Regions from separate parts of the Sus scrofa genome. Here region 2 is linked to region 1. Evidence: chromatin contacts called from public promoter capture Hi-C data. All regions are on one chromosome and are shown on one strand. Each heading gives the region's core, a stretch centred on a gene start, on an enhancer-like site or on the middle of the called end of the contact. The rest is flanking DNA. Distances are from core to core; before and after follow the strand shown.

What was found. Promoter capture Hi-C pulls out the DNA fragments that hold promoters and counts their contacts.
Region 2: a promoter capture Hi-C map of liver shows a contact between it and region 1, with 2.9 times the contacts expected there. The contact joins the promoter of APOC3 here to the promoter of ZPR1 in region 1. A contact is called at or near these places in 3 of 5 promoter capture datasets (fetal skeletal muscle and liver), 9 of 47 Hi-C or Micro-C datasets (embryonic fibroblasts, heart right ventricle, liver and 2 more) and 1 of 2 datasets of contacts at active chromatin or transcription factors (skeletal muscle).

The regions. Positions count from the first base shown.
Region 1 is chr9:44,176,875-44,179,399 of Sscrofa11.1, forward strand. It overlaps ZPR1 (zinc finger protein ZPR1), which reads right to left and starts at 1,263. Exons shown (of 16, transcript XM_003129875.4): 1 at 1,173-1,263; 2 at 114-248. APOA5 (apolipoprotein A5) reads right to left here. Exons shown (of 3, transcript NM_001159308.1): 3 at 960-2,525. The coding sequence ends at 1,732.
Region 2 is chr9:44,210,635-44,213,159 of Sscrofa11.1, forward strand. It overlaps APOC3 (apolipoprotein C3), which reads left to right and starts at 1,268. Exons shown (of 3, transcript NM_001002801.1): 1 at 1,268-1,322; 2 at 1,478-1,601. The coding sequence starts at 1,268.

The DNA.
Region 1 (2,525 bases), core at 13-2,512:
AGCACATCCGACCCCAACTGACTCACAACTGACTCATGGTTTCCTAACAAACAACAACAAAAACACCTCTTTTAGGGGGTAAACTTTCCTTTCCAGCCCCTCCTCTCCCTTACCTCTCTCCCAGTTCTGTTGCTCAATCTAGGGTGTCAGGGGAGAGGTCCAGTCTTGCAGGCAGGACGAAGCCAGATCCAGGGGGGGTCTGAGCTATAAGGGAGTGTGGCCATACGGCAAACTCTGTGTGGAGTGGGCTGAACCAGAAGAAAATAATGCTGCATGGGAAGTTCCAAAAGTACTAGACTGGATGTGCTTACCCTTTCCTCTTCCCTTCACTTCACCCACTCTTATTAATTCAGACTTCCCATGGATGTATAAGGAGCTTGGTTGCCCCCAAGTGAATCTGTATATGGGGGATGGGGAGTTAAATTTGGGATCCCAAGAGGGTCAGTCATAACAAGAGTGTCAGTCATAAAAAGAGGCGTGCAAAATCTGGAACAGCAGGGACAAAGACCAGCCACCTCAGGAGCCTGCACCCCATGCGCACCATCCTTTGGTAAGCAGGTGGGTGAACAATGCAGGTGTAGGGGAAGGGTCTCTAACTCAGGCACACCCCAGGCATGACAGACAGCTGTCAGCTCAGCCAGAGGAACACGCTCTGACGGACCTGGACTGGGAGGCGGGACGGGAGGGGGGGGATGTCAATGAGAAAGTGCAACGAGGGATTGGAGGGCAGTGATGGTTGTGCTTTGGGGATGGTGGTGAGGCCACTGCTCTCAGACATAGTCCAAATGAGAGTCACACCAGATAAATAAGCTTCCATCATAGGCATCTATTGCAATTGTGTCAGAAGTCTAGACTTCAGTCTGGGAGTCAGGAGAGAGGGGTCAGTGATGGGGAGGACACACAGGAGGCTCCCCAGAGAGTTTAAGAAGCCCCCACAGTCTGAAGGGCTAGGTCAGCTGTTTATTTATTTATTTTTTTTCCCATGCCCCTGTGGCATGTAGAAGTTCCTGGACTAGAGATCAAACCCAAGCCACAGCAGCAACCCAAACTACTGCAATGACAACACTGGATCCTTAACCCACTTCACCAAAAGAGAAGAACTAGGTCAGCTCTTTAGATGTAGTGTTATATAAGGAAATCCAGGCTCCAGTCCCTCCCATCACAACCCATACCATTTGTTTTCACCAGCATCGGCCAACAGGGATATTTATACACACACACACTTCACATGTTCTCTCCATCACAGTTTCTTCCTTCTTCCCTTCTCTTCCCCCAACAGAAGCTGTCATGGCAGCAGCCCTGGGGAGAAAAGAGCCGCTCCCTGTGGACCAGCTCTAGCAGTGGCCACCAGGTGGCCAGTAGTGATCAGAGCCAGGCCCAGGGATGAAGAGGCACAGGCTTCCAGCACCATGGCAACAGGCTTGCACCAGGTAATTACCTGCACAAACAATGCCTCTTTCCCTCCCCAGTCCCACCACCCAGAACGGAGCGACTCAGGAGGATTCCCAAATGAGCACCGGGAGCCGGGTTTGCAAAGGCTGGTGAGTGTAATGCATCTGGAAGGGGGAAGTGCAGGAGGCTGGATAGCGTAGAACAACGCCCATTTGGTGGCTTCAGCTGGCCTGTGCAGAACCCTCCACCCTCTGCCCAACAGGCCACTGGCAAGGACTGAGCCATGCTTGGGTTGTGGACTCCCCAAACAAGGCTCTGGGATGTGGGCAAAGTAGACCCTTAGGGCTCCCCCAGATGGTCGAGCCCACGGTCGTGAAGGCTGTAGTTGATGTCTTCCCACAAATCGTCGAGACGGGCCTGCAGCTCGCTCAGGGCCTTGCTTCGGTCTGCTTGAAGGAACTCTGGAGCAAACGAGCTGTGGCCTGGAGGAGGCGGCGCTAGCTGCTGCTGGACCTGCTCGGTCTCTTGGTCAATGGCGCGGGTGAAGGCGGCGATCTGCAGGAAGGTGTCGTGGCGGAAAGCCTGGAGTCGCTGGCGCACCTCCTGAGACAGCGCCTGGGGGTCAGGTTGGGCCTCTTCCTCCGCACCATCCGCAAAGGTGCTGGCAAAGGTGCTGAGCTCCTCACGCAGCTGGTCCAAGTTTTTCTGAATGTGCGCGTGCAGGGCCTTGGCCTTCAGCGTGAGCTTGTGCGAGAGCATCTGCACGCAGCGGCTGAGGCGCGCGGGGCTGGCAGCGGCATGTGGTGCCACGCTGCGGTGCAGCTCCTGCACGTGGTGCCCAATGCCGGTCACCAGGCGCTCGGCATAGGGGTGGAAGAGCGCCTTGACGCGGCTGGTGTGGTGCACCACGCGGTTCTGCAGCTCCTGCAGCAGGCCCCGCGCCTCCTCCACACCCCCCAGCAGCTGGGCCTTGGTGTCCTCTCCGACCACGCGCAGCTGCTCCTGCAGGTCCTGCACACGCAGGGCCACCTGCTCCATCAGCTCTGTCGTGTAGGGCTGCAGCTGCTGCCGCAAGCCCTCCAGATTCCAGCTCACGCGCTCATGCATCTCCGTCATGTAGGGCTCCAGGCGCT
Region 2 (2,525 bases), core at 18-2,517, 34 kb after region 1:
CACCTCCTGCTTTGGGATCAGCTCAGAGAGTTATTTGGGTGAGCTGCACCCAGAGATGGAGATGCTGGGGAGGGGGCCGTGTGCGCCTGCCGTGGCACCCCTCTCCCACAAGCCTCTGCCCCTAGATCATCTGCGACTTCGCCCTAGACACCTCATCCCAAGCCACTGTGTTGTTCCCAAGTCCAAAGAAGCCAATCACGCTCTCACCCCTTCTTCTAGGCTGCTAACAGGGCTTGGGGTTGGGTGGGAAGGGCCTGGCACCCACGTGGGAAGGGCTGAGGTGGTCCCAGAAGCCCCTGGCTTGTCCCCCAATCCCTGGGGAGCCAGGCTGCCCAGAAGGAATGGGGTCTCTCCAGGCCCACCCACCCCCAAGCCCTGAGCCCGCTAGGCTGCAGCATTGACAGGAGAGCAGCATGGGCACCTGCAGCTTTCTAGAGATTTCCCAACACCCAGCAGACCTGGCTGCCTCTGGTTACCCTGCCTCAGGCCTTGACCTAGATTGATCAGCAGGTGACCTTTGCCCAGCTCACTGGGCCCTCACTGCCTGCTGCCCTGGGGACAATATAAAGCAGGTCAGAACCTGCTTGTCTGTCTACTCAGTTCATCCCAAGAAGCAGCTGCTCCAGGTAACGGCCCCTGGGAGTAGGGGGGGAGGCGAGGGGGAGTAGGTTGGAGAGGGGCAGGCTGGGGTCGCTGCCCCGCCCAGCAGCGAAGCCTGGAGAAGGGCTTGCTAGAAGCAAGGAAGCCTCACCGCTTGGTGAGTGTTCCCTACAAAGGCATCTAGGGAAACGGAGGCCCGTGGGGAAGGTCACCTGCCCAAATCCGTAGAGCGCGGTAGCTGAGCTGGGGCTGGAACTGGCTCCGTTTCCTGTGCATTCTGCCTGTTTAGGACTGAAAGAAGCCGTAGACACCCCCGTCCCACCCCAGGCAGAAAAACTGAGGCCTAGAGGAGGCAGAAAGCCACCCAAGGTCACGTGGCATGTTAGTGGCAGAAACCCAGCCTGAAACCAGCCGTCTTGATTCCTGGTCTGGTGGGTTTTCTGCTCCATGCCACCCTTCGTCTCCGGCCTGGGTCCTTGCAAATCCCCCATCTGAAAGCCCTTCGCTTCACCCACATTAGTTCGGGAACAGGCCCTTTCTCTTCCTGGCCTGATCCAGCTCAGGTCCCACCTTAGGGGCCACTGGGCCTCCCCAGGGAGGGCCCAGAGGTGGTGGGGGGACTTGGGGCACCCCTCACAGGAGCCTTCCCCGCAGGAACAAAGGCGCCATGCAGCCCCGGGTCCTTCTTGTCGCTGGTCTCCTGGTGCTCCTGGCCTGTGCCCGTAAGCAGCTGGTGGGGTCAGGGCTGGGGGCGGCGAGGGGGCAGCTGTCTGTCTGCAGGACCCTTGGGAGGTGGCTTGGGGATGCCGGGCCCTGGCGGGTCCCCAGGGGTCCCCTAGAGGCTGATCTGCCCCACTCTGCCCCCTTGTCCTCACAGAGGCTATCGAGGCCGAGGACACCTCCCTTCTGGACAAAATGCAGGACTATGTGAAGCAGGCCACCAGGACTGCCCAGGACGCGCTAACCAGCGTGAAGGAGTCCGAGGTGGCCCAGCAGGCCAGGTAGGCCCTTCCTCCCCTGCCCTTGACTCGGGGGAGCCTGGGCGGCGGGCGGGGGCTCCCGCCTGCCCACCCAGGACCTGTGCCTCTCTGAGCCTCCGTTCTGTCTGTAAACAGGCTCCCTCACAGGGAGGGATGGCGGAGGGGGGCCTTTATCTCCTCTTCCCCCTCTGTCTCCCTCCTTTCTCCCTCTGCGCCCCGCCTGGCTCTGAGGACGGCCACTCAGCCCGCACTTCGTTTCCTTTTCTGATTGTCCGGCTGGAGCTCTGGCTTGGGGGACCCACAGGACCCAGTTTCAGCCGTGTCGGGGGGGTGGGGTGTGGGTGGGTGTGTGTGTCTGCGTCTGCGTCTACCTGTTCCAAGCCCTGGGCCCATGTGAGCAGATTCGGCCCTTCCCGTCCCACCCCTCGCCGCCAGCCTGCGAGCCCCCTCCTCTCCCCAAGCCCCGTCCCACCTCCACACCACCCGCCTTGGCCGGCGCTTCCATGGCAGAGGCATCCACAGCGGTTCTCAGTCCCCAGAAGCAGCTGTGCAACGAGGACTGGGTATTACTCCCCCCATTTTGCAGATGAGAAATCCAAGGCTCACGTAACCAAGTGACCTGCCCCAGCTCCTGCAGCTAATCCATCCTCTGATATCTTCCCCAAAAAGAGACTGCTTCTCTCTGCCTCACTCCCCTCGGAGCCACCAGGATGTACAACCCTAGGGGGCGTCCTGTACCTAGACTAGAATGACAGTCCTGCCCTTACACGTCTCCCCACCAATCACTCCTGTCCCGCTTGCCCCAGACCTGTGGTGGCACAAAGGTCTGCCTCCACCTGGAAAAACAACGGGTTACACTTGCTGGTGGTCCCATCACCACTTTTGGCCTCTCGTCCTGGGTGGCCGCTGTAGGGGGTTCCTGCCTGAGGCCTCCGGGTGTTGATG